Linked DNA regions of Drosophila melanogaster: region 2 is linked to region 1. The links are chromatin contacts, called in public Hi-C maps. All regions are on one chromosome and are shown on one strand. The core of a region is the stretch at or near the end of the contact, and the rest is flanking DNA. Distances in the headings are between cores, read along the strand shown.

Evidence for each region. Hi-C and Micro-C count contacts between places; a contact is called where the count stands out from the background.
Region 2: a contact with region 1 is called in a Hi-C map of the Kc167 cell line, with 3 times the contacts expected there. The contact joins the promoter of Rhau here to the promoter of Nak in region 1. A contact is called at or near these places in 3 of 107 Hi-C or Micro-C datasets (the Kc167 cell line and embryo).

What each region holds. Positions count from the first base shown.
Region 1 is chr2L:18,965,361-18,972,888 of dm6, reverse strand. Nak (Numb-associated kinase) reads left to right here and starts at 4,145. Exons shown (of 8, transcript NM_057818.4): 1 at 4,145-4,636; 2 at 7,300-7,433; 3 at 7,497-7,528. The coding sequence starts at 4,474. It overlaps Tango6 (Transport and Golgi organization 6), which reads right to left and starts at 3,861. Exons shown (of 3, transcript NM_136078.4): 1 at 3,730-3,861; 2 at 1,470-3,671; 3 at 885-1,409. The coding sequence starts at 3,790. The coding sequence ends at 907. L2HGDH (L-2-hydroxyglutarate dehydrogenase) reads left to right here. Exons shown (of 3, transcript NM_136079.3): 2 at 1-287; 3 at 342-896. The coding sequence ends at 729.
Region 2 is chr2L:20,753,619-20,761,146 of dm6, reverse strand. It overlaps Rhau (RHAU helicase), which reads left to right and starts at 3,162. Exons shown (of 6, transcript NM_001273710.1): 1 at 3,162-5,205; 2 at 5,267-5,659; 3 at 5,714-5,827; 4 at 5,882-6,154; 5 at 6,210-6,338; 6 at 6,397-6,568. The coding sequence starts at 3,365. The coding sequence ends at 6,475. dia (diaphanous) reads right to left here and starts at 3,003. Exons shown (of 5, transcript NM_001273711.1): 1 at 2,484-3,003; 2 at 306-622. The coding sequence starts at 621. It overlaps Ns4 (Nucleostemin 4), which reads right to left. Exons shown (of 4, transcript NM_136211.4): 3 at 6,782-7,528; 4 at 6,492-6,716. The coding sequence ends at 6,589.

The DNA.
Region 1 (7,528 bases), core at 2,896-5,395:
GCTAAGCCCGGTCAAACGGTTCGTACCAAGAACGTATTAACCTGTGGCGGTTTGCAATCCGACCTGCTGGCTGAGAAGACTGGATGCCCCAGAGACCCCCGCATCGTGCCTTTCCGTGGAGAGTATCTGCTGCTGACCAAGGAAAAACAGCATATGGTCAAGGGTAATATTTATCCGGTGCCGGATCCACGTTTCCCCTTCCTGGGAGTTCACTTTACGCCGCGAATGGACGGATCTATCTGGCTGGGACCAAATGCCGTTCTGGCTCTGAAACGCGAAGGTTACACGTAAGTCTTCTTAGAGCTCATATTTAAACTTGTCTGACACTTCACTTCTTCCAGCTGGGGTGACATTAATCTTTTCGAGCTTTTCGACGCCCTGCGCTATCCGGGCTTCGTAAAGATGGCGAGCAAGTACATCGGTTTCGGACTCAGCGAGATGTCCAAATCGTGGTTCATTAACCTGCAGATCAAGGCGTTGCAGAAGTACATCCCGGATATTACGGAGTACGATATCCAGCGTGGTCCCGCTGGAGTACGTGCCCAAGCAATGGATCTGGATGGCAATCTGGTGGACGATTTTGTTTTCGATCGCGGACAAGGATCGGGAGCGCTAGCCAAGCGAGTGCTTCACTGCAGAAACGCCCCATCGCCGGGCGCTACTAGTAGCTTGGCCATTGCCAAGATGATCGCAGACAAGATCGAGAATGAGTTCTCTATCGGCAAGTGATGCCTCTATCCCAAATAATGTAACCAAAGTCCAAAACTAAGTCCTATTTTCTGTTCTGCCTTTATGTCAGTAATGTCTGTACTGATTCGCCACTATCGCATTTCTTTTCGAAACTGTAATATTGATCTATTGTGTATAAAACAAAATTAAAACTTGTGTAGGTTTCTAAGATAGCCTTTAATTCAGTTCCAGTATATGTCGGTTTCTTCTTTGAGGTGAATCATCGTCCTTAATGCCCAACACCTTAATCTGCTTCTGTAATGATTTCTCCTCCAAGGCAGATTGTATCAGTTTTGTGCACTTTTTGTTTAAAATTTTCAGACCGTTTGCAGCATGCTGACGCATTTGAGGATCACAGGATTCATCCGCTTCAATCGCTTTTAAAAGGCGATAAATGGGGAGTAACATTTCCTGGTAATCCAGAAGGTTCTCCATGCCGTTTAATAGTTCAGCTAAGACCAGGACTGCTGCACGCTTAGAGGGAACATATCCTCCGGTGGTTAATTCGCTATTAACAAGTTGGAGTAACTCGTGGAAGAAGTTCTGCACTTGAAAGGCCAAAAGGCGACAAAGCTGGGCAAGATTGGCAAAGGCTGACATCCGGAATTCGTGAACAGGAGACCGGGAGCCGTACATGAAGCAGTTGAGAAGAACAGCCTTGTATCGAAAGCAAAGAGGACCTGGATGGGATTAGTATGAAAGTTTAGGAGTTATTCTTAGCTGTGTAGAACATTGCTTACCCAACTCCTGAGCGACTTTCAGAATAGCTTCACCCACTACGAGGCGGTAGTCTAAGTGAGCCGTCTCTGATAGGTACTCATCACTCAATTTGTCCAGCACATCGGACTCCATCACATGAACAAGCGACACAAAGAGCCGAACACAATTTAAGAAGGTGTAGGATTCCTTATCCTTGAGAGTGGTCAGGGCTAACGCTATGATAAGTTGACCCTGCGCTAAGGTAGCAGGATCTCTTTTTTTCAGCAAATCAATCATCATCTGAATTCCATACACTTGCATGTGGGATTGTTTTTCCTCTATCAAGGACCGAGCTCTTTGAAAAGGTTGTATTTTAACAGCCTCACTTGGTCGCCATGCGCCGTGAATTATTGTAAGCAATGATTTTACAGATTGCTGGATAAGAGGGTTGGAAGATCGAGTACCCAACAGGTGCAATTGTTCTTTCAGTTCCTTACAGGCCTCTGAAAGTTGAATATTCTCACTGCCCTCAAGAATTTCCTGCAAGAGGTTTAGAACGAGAAGTAGGATCTGATCCGTGGTATCTTGCTCTCTAGATCGGTGGACAAGCAAGTCTTTTAGTATATGTAGAAGCTCCTTGGTATGTTGTGATAGCTGAGCTCTTAATGGTTGGTGGGCTACCATTTGGTTTAAAGCAATGAGCAAATCTAGCTTCAGTTGATATTTGGAGTGCAGAAAGTCTTTGAGCTCTGCTTCTGATGAAATAAAATCTACGCTGGCTGAAGATTTATCATTTATCTGTTTAGCTATGAAGCCCAGAAGAGAGAGGAAAACTTTGCAGGTGAGGGAATGATGAGAGCTTGATGTGAGTAGACCGGGCAATATTCTGCCCATATCGTGATCTGCTAGATGATCTTTGTGAGCTACTTTAACCTGAATTTGAGTTGTGTTCATGGAAGGCAGGATTATAATGCGTGGGTTTAAACACTTCCAAGGAGGTTCCTTCTCAATTTCCCATTTAAACAGCTTCTGGAGTATCGCAGGTAATTCGTTTTTCATTTCTCTGTTGTCCAGACAACGCAAAATAATGGCAGAAATCTGCGATGACGCCGGTAATTCCATTGGAAGGCCATCGTAGAGTTGGAGCAGCAAAGGAAGGTAGGGAACGAGTAGATTACTGGGTAAGCAAGCTACGGTTGAAGAACAAAAGAGATGCTGCCATAAGAGAATGCGATTGCACAGTTCCTGGTGATCCATTAAGATAAGGCCATTAATAATGTCTTCTGGGTTACAAAGCGTTTCCCAGTGTTTGAATAATATTTCTTTTATCAGCTTTTGATTTGTATCACTTAAATCGTAAAGTCTTCTGAGCGATAGGACACCGGCGCACATTTTGTCCGCATTCTGCAGATAGAACTTACAATATTCTAGCACCTGGAGAACCATCTTCTCTTGCGCTAACTGAGAAAATCCTTTTCTGGCCACAATACTAGCCACAATTTCCGCATTTCTGGAAGAATTCACATTGGGATTTTGATGCAGGGCCTCAACAAGACTAGCAAATCCTTGGGGTAAGTGAAGCTTTCCTAAGAGTTGACGGTGCAATAATTGGGCCAGAGTTGGGCAGAGAGTCGTAGCTTTAAAAAGCAAGATGTTGCGAAAGAAATCTGCTTTGGATTCATATTGCCAGAGGTAGGCTATAGCCTTATCCAGCAGTGGAGAGTCTTGCTGCACACGTAGACTCACAATGGCCGCCAGTAGATCCCTTTGCACCAGCTCCATCGAGTTGGCTATGTGGTATTGTCGAATATGCAGTAGATTAATAAAGAACTGAATGCTTAGAAGCATCAATGAAAAGTTAGCTTTGATTTTCCCCTGAGCCTCACAAAAGATGGGCGACTTGTAGAAATCCTCATGTAGCTGGCATCGAAGCGAGTAATATGATAATTCTTGGGAAGCCTGGATACACAATTTCAGGTGCGCTACCGAAATAAGATCCTCCTTGGCGTCGCTGTGGAAATTAATGTTCCTCATGATCGAATGTAGCACATGTTGCAATCTTATTATATAGCATATAGTACGATCCGAATCGGGATCAATACTAGATTCGTGATCGTCTGTTAACTGATATTCCAGGCACAGCTCATGCAATTGCTGACCAATCTCGAGTTTAGCATATTTTTCCAAAATTCGCAGGTTGATTTCCAAGGCTTCGGCAGTCCCTGAGTTATTCGCCGTATTTGCTGTCGAAATATTAGTATTAGGGATACTACAATTATTATATGATGTTAACCAATTTACCTAGAGCTTTACTAAACCTTAAACTCTCTAGAAGAGCAAAGTACTTGGCCGTATTTATCATTGTTATCCCAGCAAACTACAATTTTGCGAATTTAGCGACCATTTGCTAGAGATGCTTGTTTACAATTGCACCAGCACAATCGATAACATATTGATAAGGGAAACACGATGTTGGCAGCATAGCTAATTAAAACTGCGCGATAGTTTAATGCAACTGTAGCTATATGTTTTATTGAAAGTAGAACCATATTATCTTTTTAAATTGGATCAAATTACAAAAAATTGTTATCATAAAACCTATTTTGTAAACGGGGATTTCCTTGTTTTCAGAATTTCGAGATTGCAACCAACTTATCTATATATCGATAGGCGGCTGCACCAGCCGCGGGTTGCGCATCTGACTGCAGCAAAGCGCCCTGGTCACACTGGCCCAACAACTCGAGAGCAGCAGGAAAATCGAACAACTTTCTTTTTCCACTGCATTGTGTGTGTGCATGCAAAAACACAAAGTGCGCAGAATAGCTTTATTCAGCTAGCCGATACGACTCGAAAGTGGATTAATTGGCCAGCGGCACCGACGCCCCGCCCACCGTCAGCCGCCCTCGCAAAATTAAAAATTGCCAAAAACACCTACGCGCAGGCAATTAAGACCGTGTTAGCTAGTGTGCGTGTGTGCTCGCGAGTGTGTGTGTGTGTGTTGTGCTGCTGGGGCAGTAAACATTTTCTAGTGAAAATCGGGGGAAAATGAAGAAAATCCTGTCTAAGTTCGAGCGCAATGAGAACTCTCGACTGGAGAATCCGCCCAACAGCAGCAGCTCGTCGTCCTCGAACGAGAAGAACAGCTTCGTGGGCAAGGTCTTCACAGTGGGACGCGTCACGGTCACCGTGGAGGATGTCCTGGCAGAAGGTAGACGACTATATATACACTCTTATATATGTGCTCCCATTCCCCTACCTACAACACGTCGCCCGCGATTATGCTTATCACCTGCCTGATTTACAGGTGGGCAGTAGCCTGCCGTCCGCTTTTCGGTCTCGCCCCTCGTCACAGATTAGATAAACCCCTTCAGCGCGAGAACTCCCAAATGTGGGGCGTACTCAAAGCGCTAGAGAGCATAAAAATCAGCTGCGTATCCTCCATAATTGGGGACACCACTTGTCGCATTTCCGATTAAATCCAAATAAATTACTCCCAATAATTTCTGTATAAGATGTTAAACTCAAAACAGCTAAAATCTGACTTTGATATATTATCTTTTAATAAAACTGTAAAACATTTTAAATTATTTCATTAATTATGAATACTAAATACTGGTTTGTAACCTAAATTCCAACTAATTGAACTGCAATTTTGCCCTTGGCATAGAACTACATATTTATGTCCATAACTCGGCTCTCTAATGGCGTGCAGATATTTCGTCCAAATTTATGTCAGTCTTTAAAGAGTTTATTTTTGCCAAAACCAGAAATGCCAGCATTTCTATTGTGACAAATGGGTGTCCGCGTTAGAGAAACCCGACTGTACAAACACAGTTACGGTTCTGGTTGGTTTTTCCATGGAATACCCATTGAATTCCCGTAGCCACTACACATGGCCACAAATCAATTGAATCAATTATGTTAATTTAGCCAATGAAGCGGCAAGACCAACACTCATCAGCCGACTGTCTCCGACAGTCTTCCGTTTTTCACCTTTCGCCGAGCTAAATGGCAAAGTTCGCCCCTAAGGAAATCGCCTGTGCTGTGTCCTTGTCCTTGAAATGCGGAGTGCTCCACTCCACATCATCCTGCAGTGCAAGTGCCTCCTTGTTGGCCTGGCACCAGTACCCTCCGCCCAACATTTGATCATCTAACGATTGCTCACCCACCGCCTGGCCAGCCATTCGCCACCTTTCCTTTAGCCATTACGTAGTGTTTTTTACTTTTTATACTTTTGGCAAGCGGACTCGATTCGTAATTTTGTTTTGCGCTGCGCTGGCGCCGCTGGCAATTAGTCAGCTGTTGTCGGGCATACCCTGTAATTAAAAAGGCGGAGCGTTTGACGAACACGGTTATTTGGTTAAAGTTATTGAATTAGTATAACAAATTATAAACTAAATTATATATTATTTATTAATTCATTTAATCCAGTAACGTAACTATTGGTATTTCATTTAAGAAAGAGAAAAAATAAATAGAGTCTTTTGCAGATGCTCAATGAATAAAATGCGCGTATAGCCAAGTTTAAACTGCTCGATATGCTGGATACTTCCAAAGTAACACTGTGCTTAATCACCTTCAATATTTACCTGCTTTCTTTGATTCGATTTTTGAGCAGCCAACAACAATTACAAATGACTAAGCGACAAACGGTTAACGAATGAAGCTTTCCCGCCTTAACCCCTCAGCCCCCACCCTTAACCGCTTACTGCCCACCTTGCAGTTGACGCCCCTTCAGACGTATTTTCTACCCTCGTTTGCGTTTCGAATTGCCTTCTCGCGTTTTCTCGCATCGCTACAATTGTGCATTGTTATTGTTGCTTTTCATACTATTATTACTGGATGTTGTTGCTGTACTTTTTGCCAATGTTGATTTGTTGCTGTTGCAACCTTCAGCATTGATTAACATTTGACGCCATAATTTCACAAAGTCGAGCAAAAATGGTTACATTTGCTGGTCCGCTATTCACTTCTCTCTATCGCCTACACAGGGAGAAATGGTGTGTGCATTTACAGCAAATGTTCCATAAATATTTTCAATATTAAAACATTCTCCTAATCGTTGCATCGTCTATGCATCTAATGTATTGAGATCATTTTTTTTTCTAATATCATTTCATTTTATATCTAATATATATTTTTATGTTTTTTTCTTAGTGACCACTGTTCCTATCTTTTTATTTTGCCGCCCCACCGCCTTCCCCCGCTGAGTATTGTTATTGTCGCATGTTATTGTTGTTATTTCTGTACGTGACCTTCAATAGTTTAGTTTATATTGCGTTGCCTTTTTATCGTACATTTTGAAGTGGCGTAAAGCGACAGGTGGAGAGGGCTGAAATGTGGGGGCATTCTACTTGAAATTCTATTTGCAATAAACTGAAATAAACCTCATGCAAATGGCCTGTTAGGCAAAACATGTGTAAATCGTTCCATGGCCAGACAGTAACTGCTATCACTCGAATTCGGGTACCCTCTACTATTTTAACACCACGGGGGGATATTTGTGAACGTGAAATGTTTATAGTAAAGAAATTCCATTATTATCACGTAGATATATGGCATAAATTATGTGGGAAGGAATGGCCAAAGATACGTGTGCTATAAAAATGTGACACATATTTCCTTTTAATAAACAAATTAGTTTATTAATTAGCTACTTCCTGCCATATAAAATAAAATATTCGTATATATGTATTATGAATATACAATAACAGGGTATTCATCGGGTTTAGCTTACTCGCAGTTTCCTCCCCCATTCAAATATGCTATGTTGTTTACAGCTGACAGCTGTTATGGATGTCTAGCCCGTCAACTTACCCCATGCTCTAATGCTCTGTTTTTCTCTTCCCCATCTCTTCAAAACTCACGCAGGTGGTTTCGCCATGGTCTTTTTGGCAAGGGGCAACGGCGGAGGCAGTTCCTCGGCGACCAAGTACGCCCTGAAGCGCATGTACGTCAACAATGAGCACGATCTGAACGTAGCCAAGCGGGAGATACAGATTGCGGTGAGTAAATAAATCGGGACAAACAAACCTAATCTAATAGGGCAATCACTTTCACTCCCCCAGAGCAACCTGAGTGGGCACAAAAACATCATTGG
Region 2 (7,528 bases), core at 1,913-4,412, 1.8 Mb before region 1:
CGCAGCACAACAAAAGCAAAAAAAAAAAGTAGAAGGCAGAGTCACCCAGTTGCACGAAAATCGATGGTCTGCTGTTTGTATACCCTTGCAAAGGGAAAGGGTGTTAAAGTTTTGCCAATCCGGTTGGCCTTTCAAAGTTGCTTGGAACATTACGGTTCAGACGAGTTTAGATTATTCGTATATGTATGTAGATTATTCTTAGACTTTCTATTCCAGAACTATAGTTCTTAGCCAAACGATACTCAATCTTCAAACACAAATGCGGTTTTCTGTTTGAAAACGTGTACTTGCACCATGTTCTTTACCTTTCAAGTGCCACATAATCATCTTCTGTCGCTCCTCCTTCGATTTGGCCAACAGGGGCTCCCTCTTGTCCTTCGGAATGTTCATGTCCTCGATGATCTCCAGAAACTTCGCATCCAGCTCCGCAACGCTTAGCTGCTGGATGTACTGCTCAAAGTCCTCCACGCCCGGCACCACATAGTTGTCCGCGGACACGGGTCGTCCGCCATGGGCCAGGGTGCCACTGCTGATGGTTCCTCCCTTGGACTTCGAGGGTCTTCCGAACAGACTGTCCAGGAGCCCGCCGCCCGTGGATTTCGTTTTCTCGTGACGAGACATTCTGCAAAGAACAGAACAGAAATATTGGGTTCGATTTCATAAACTATGCAAAAGATTTCAAGTCTAACCCCAGCTTTTTGAGGCGCATTTCGTTGGATAGCTAGGCGAAAACTAAACAAAGACCAAACAACGATTTTTGGGGCCTGCGCAGTCTTCAATATTTTGGGGGAGACAACTTGCACAGCTGTTCCTTGTTTACAAGTGTTCGAGAGCAGCGCACAGACCGCGGTTTCTGATGGCTTCCCAGCGAATGCATCCAATCGATGGACGGATGGCTGGGAGGTGGTCGATCATTATCAGCTTGGGTTTATTTACAATTATCTGGGGTGCCGTAATGTCGATTCAGCCTCAACGGAGTGTGGAATTTTCAATTAACACGTACATATGTACGTATTTTGAGGGAACGAGGCCCATTACAGTGGTTCTTCGACTTGGAAAGGGTGCTGTTTTCCTTTTACATGCTTAAGAACATTAACACATGAGAGTTGGCTTTCATTTAAAATTTTTTAAGGGTGGAAATCTAATAGGAATTATAATTTTAATACTGTGTGAATATTACTGGTAAGCTCAAAAATGATCAATTTATAATTAGGTTTGTACAATAAGTTTATATTACAGATTAAAACACTCTCAAGCTTAACCATTTTCCAAATTAGAATCCGACCACTGTGCTATCCAAAACTCTCACCGCGTGAAAACGACTGATTATAATTATAAACAAAAACGATAAAAGTATACCGCAGCAAATTGGACAAATTCATTAATAATGCGCACTAAATTTACAAAACGATGCGATAATCGCGGCCAGCCAAAATAGGAAATAGCACGTTATTCACAGCGCAAAACTGAGAGCCAAACAAAACACGAGAGAAATTGGTTAGAATATGTGGAGAATATGGAGTGATTCATTTGACCAGGCTGAGAGGCTGGCCGTTAGCGTTTGAACATTTGAATTGCCTTGTATTGAAGGATGCGTTGGGAACAAGCTTTGGCTTTTTGCGTTAGCTTGTCCAACGCATCTAATGAATCACTAATGAAATCGGAATCGCAGCAGCTGAGCAGCAGAGGTAGAAAACAGAAAATCCAATAAAAAGGCAAACGAGCAACAGGTTTTGCGGATGGTTCTGGCTCGCTACACGGAAAACAAAGTACTTAAACTGTAAGATTTGATTAGGAAATGAAATAAACGTTCGTTATTAGTGCTCTTAAATTGAGTAAAATTTACATTTTAAGCTAAGAGAGCTATAAAGTGCTGCGTTTCAATATTTGGCATGCAAGGATAAATTTAATAGATATATAGATATAGATATATATGTGCCCTGGTATTTTCTGCAGTGTGGCGAACGGGCGTGCCAACTGGCGGCAAATCATTCACAGTGCTCGGCTAGAGAAATCAAATTTAATATATGACTCCGCAAAAGGCCAATTGTGAATGGAGTGTTGTGTGTGTGTGTGTGTGTGGGCAGAGGAGTGTGCGAGGGAGGGGGCGAGGAGGTGGGTAGTGGAGAGTGGAGCGACAAGTTCAAGCAGGGCAACAATTTCTTTTCAGGTCGCCAGTACACATAAGCATCTGCGGAGGAAATGCTTTCAACAAGATTTCTTTTGCCAAAGAATTTACTGCAATTGCCTCTTTCTCTATTTTGTTTACATGCACTGCATCTCTTTCCCTCCCCTCCACAACATCACAACACAACCCTCCGCGACCAACACTCCTTCCACAGAACGATCTACATATGTCTTTCTCGCTCCCGCTCTGGCATTAGTTGTGTGCTGCAACTGCGAAAATGTAAACAAGTATAAAACCGTCTAATAACCGCTGGAATTCCAAGAAACGAAACGAGAATTGGTAAGAATGCGCTCACCTTCGTTTTGATATCTGTGTCGCCTGCTCACTTTTGATTTTTTTCGGTGGTTTACGTCATAAGACCAGAAAAATAATGGCTTGCCACTCTCACACAAATAGAGCCACACTCGCACACGCACACAAACTCGCGATCAAACGGCTTTTGTTGTGGTTGTTGTTTTTGGACTATGTCTTTTTGTTTGTTTTATTGCGCGACGCTCTGTACAAAAAACAAGCTGACAAGCTGTGCACACCGTTCCCTCCGAACACTTTTTCTTGCAGTGTGGTACTCCTTACTTATTTAGTTGTTGCTCTTGCTTTCCACTTTCGGCCACTTGTTGCTCCTTTGCCGGGAATGACACATGGAACACACTCCGCTAGCGGGCTTTTGTGCAACGCAAACACTGTTCTGCCTAGTTATTGGACACTTGGCATGCAGATCGCTGGCTCTTCACGGCCGTTAATTGCGAAAAAACAAATTCTAAGCACAAGCGGTTCGATTTACTCAGCGCGTTGAGTTGATCGAAATTAGTGTGACCGCAGCGGGATCGCTCAATCAAACCGCTTCATTTTCAAGGGTTATGGAAATATACTTTTGGGATTTAGCCTGTATTCGAACCAAACAATAAGCAGCAAGCCGGTGTTTTTCACTTATTTTTAAAACTTTGTTTATGATTTTCATTTTATTTTGCTTCGTGTTCTAAATGCAACCAATTTTGTTTGAATAAAATATTTATATTTGAAAATTAATTATTAAAGTAACACAATAGGTGTATATAATTAAGTTGGCAGTCCTAGTCTATCTGATTTGCGCATTTTGACAGTCCGACAGCACTATGAATTTTGTTGACTTCGGGTTGGGAATTCTTCTTCTGAATTCTTTTATATAAATTGGACAGGATGCAGCGCGATAGGGACTCATCCGGCTCCAACGCCCGCAAGGGCAACCGCCCACCGGGTCTCAGGGGCAAGGACATCGGTTTGTACTATCGCAATCTTGCCCGGCAGCAAAAGAAGGACAGAGGCGAGAATGCGGAATCAAAGGAGCCGCAAATCCGCTTGGGCTGCAATGTCAGTGCTCCCAGTGGAGTGCTTGAGCGTGTGAAGGAGTTAATGGAGGACTACAGCCGGGCACCGTCCAGACAAAATGTGGATGACAAAAATGTGGATGCCAAATTTCAGCAACAGTTTCGCCATCTTTTGAGTGTAAACTTTGAGGAATTCGTTGCGGAGACCAAGGAACGGAACGCGGACTTAGACTGGGTAAACCCCAAGCTGGACGAGAGACTGCAGCTGGAACTGGGGCAACGCCAGTTGGAGGAGAATGCCAAGAAACGGCTAGAAGCACGGAAAAAACTGCCCACCATGAAATACGCCGACGATATTATCCAGGCTGTGCGGGAAAACCAAGTAATACTCATTGTAGGAAGCACTGGATGTGGCAAGACCACTCAGGTGCCTCAAATCCTCCTCGACGACGCCATTTCCCGCGGATGTGCCTCGTCGTGCCGCATCATTTGCACTCAGCCACGAAGGATTTCAGCCATCGCCATTGCCGAGTGGGTGAGTTACGAGCGCTGCGAGAGCCTGGGCAATTCGGTAGGCTACCAGATTCGCCTAGAGAGCAGGAAGGCCAGGGAGAGAGCCTCCATCACTTACTGCACCACAGGCGTTCTACTGCAGCAGCTTCAATCGGACCCACTGATGCACAATCTAAGTGTCTTAATCCTGGATGAGATCCACGAACGCAGCGTGGAAACAGATCTCCTAATGGGTCTTCTAAAGGTTATCCTGCCCCACAGACCCGATCTAAAGGTGATCCTGATGAGTGCAACTGTACGGGAGCAGGATTTTTGTGACTACTTTAACAACTGTCCCATGTTCCGCATCGAGGGCGTGATGTTTCCCGTGAAGATGCTCTACTTGGAGGATGTTCTGTCCAAGACGAACTACGAGTTCCAAAAGTTCCGCGATCGTCGTCCCAAGCGGGATCCGCCTGAGCGCAGGATGAAGCACGAGGCTATGATAGAACCGTATCTGCGACGCATCAGGAACTCGTACGATAGTCGTGTGCTCGACAAGCTGCGTTTGCCGGAGTCGGAGGGCTGCGAGGATATTGATTTTATAGCCGATTTGGTTTACTACATATGCGAAAACGAACCAGAGGGTGCCATATTAGTGTTCCTGCCTGGTTATGATAAGATCTCCCAACTGTACAATATTCTGGATAAACCAAAGACTTCGAAGGGCCAAAGGTGGCGGGATCATATGGCCGTATTTCCATTACATTCCCTAATGCAGTCAGGGGAACAGCAGGCAGTGTTCAGGCGACCACCGGCGGGCCAGCGTAAGGTTATAATCTCTACAATTATCGCCGAAACGTCGGTGACTATTGACGACGTGGTTTATGTGATAAACTCTGGCCGGACGAAAGCCACCAACTATGACATCGAAACGAACATACAGTCGCTGGATGAGGTTTGGGTGACCAAAGCAAATACCCAGCAGCGGAGAGGCAGGGCAGGTCGAGTGCGGCCGGGCATATGCTATAATCTGTTCTCCCGCGCTAGAGAGGATCGCATGGACGATATTCCGACGCCGGAGATACTACGCTCCAAGCTGGAATCCATAATTTTAAGCCTCAAGCTACTGCACATCGACGATCCGTATCGGTTCCTGCAAACTCTTATTAATGCCCCCAATCCCGAGGCCATAAAGATGGGAGTGGAACTGCTAAAGCGGTGGGTTTAATAGTTTGGCCCCTTCGTTTCACACTTATAATTTAACCCGCTTATTGAACAGCATTGAGGCGTTGGACCAGACGGGCACCCTTACTCCACTGGGCATGCACTTGGCAAAGCTGCCCATTGATCCGCAGATGGGAAAAATGATCCTGATGTCGGCGCTCTTCTGTTGCTTGGATCCCATCACTTCGGCGGCGGCTGCCTTGTCCTTTAAGTCCCCCTTCTACTCGCCTTTGGGTAAAGAGAGCCGAGTGGATGAAATCAAGCGGAGAATGGCCCGAAATATGCGGAGCGATCACCTGATGGTGCACAATACCATTATTGCGTACCGCGATAGCCGCTATTCGCACGCGGAACGAGACTTCTGCTATAAGAATTTCCTCAGCTCCATGACACTGCAGCAGTTGGAGAGGATGAAGAATCAGTTCAGTGAGCTGCTCTACAACTACAAGTAGGTTCGTTTTATGACTGCCTTGTGTAAACTAAGCTACTTACCTTATTTCAGATTTCTGGCATCGTCAAACTGCAAGGATGCTGCATCCAATAAGAATTCTGAGAAGATTCCCCTACTGAGGGCCATTATAGGAGCGGGACTCTATCCCAACATGGCTCACTTGCGGTAGACACCACCTATTAACAATAGAGGCAATAACTAATACACAATTTAATGCAGAAAATCACGGCAGATCAAGAATAGAGTACGCGCTATCCACACCATGGCAACGGACGATGGACGCCGCGTTAACTTTCATCCCTCCTCGGTGAACAGCGGAGAGAGTGGCTTCGACTCGGCATACTTTGTCTACTTTCAGCGGCAGAAGTCCACCGATCTTTTCCTGCTCGACTCCACAATGGTTTTTCCCATGGCACTGATCATTTTCGGAGATGGCGTGGAAGCGGGAGTGACCCAAAATACGCCATATCTGTGCGTGGCCAAGACATATTAGTGGGTATAACATATCTTCCTTCAATAGGATAAACTTAACTTATTTCATACTTAGCTTTAAATGCAATCGTGAAACTGCCGACGTAGTCATACAATTAAGAAGCAATTTGGAGAAACTGCTGCTCAAAAAGGCTTTGTATCCGGCCCCGATCGAGGAGAACGGATATGAAAAGCAGTTGATCAAGTTAGTCTTAACCCACGTTTCACTTAACAACAATAATTACGTTTTTATTTCCGCACAGAGCCATCGAATTGCTTCTCTCGCTAGACGAAAGACTCGGCGAGGACTATATTTCATCCGATGAAATCGATGACATATAATCTGCCTCCATAGCTTGGTGTTGTAGTTTATTGTTAGCAAAACATTGTATAGCGTAATAATAAATTATAGGTGTAAACTAGTGATGCAATAACAAAATCAGTAAATGCAACTTTTAATCGTCCTCCAGCAGAGCAAACACGTTCCGAGACCTGGGTGCGTCTTCCCTGATGCCACATTCCTCCTCATCAGCATTGGTCTCGTCATTGGAGCTGTCCTCGTCTTCATCCTCGCTGTCGGCAGCTTAAAATGATGGGTTTATTTAAAATTAGTTTAGTTTTTAGTTTTCAAATTTGTTAGCTACTCACTATCCGAGCAGACGGATGATGTGTCGCCGTTGGTCTCGCTCTCCGGCTCATCTAATTCGACTTGCTGGTACTTCTTGACCTCCCCCACATCGGGATGTTGGAGCCAGTGCTCACGTCGCTCCTCAAATCCGGGCGGATAAAACTGCAATACCAACATCTGTTGGCCGGCCAGGCACATGCGAAGGATATGATTCGCGGCCCGGTAGCGATCCGGCCTGGCTGCCTTGGCGGTGAGGAATCCCCTCTTATATGCCCAAGCATCGGAGATGGCCACCGCAGACCACTCATCGTAATCCTCGGGCAGGTGGAGACGCAGAAGCTGTGGTAGATTCAGATGTTCGCCGAGAAACTTCAGGGAGCGGTATGGAACAGCCAGTTGCGATATGGGGAAACTGCCCAGCAGCACTTGCAGGCTTTTGGGAGTACTCGAGGGAAAGACTAGACCGGGACAATCACAGAGGCGAACAAGTGGGGTGAGGAAAATTGTCTGAAAGTGCTTCGTATGTCCGGGCGTGCGACTAACGCTGACCACCTTGCGTCCCTTTAAGGCATTGATCAGCGACGACTTTCCGACATTGGGAAATCCAATGCAGCCAATGGTCAGGACCCCACTGTGATATTTAACGTGCTCGTGGGGCGTGGTGTCGATGCTGCTGCTGATCTTGAGTTCACCCTCCACGGCCGTTGATATTTCATCCAGGATGTCAAGCTGATCACTACGCATGTCCTCTCGTATCTTCTGCTCCC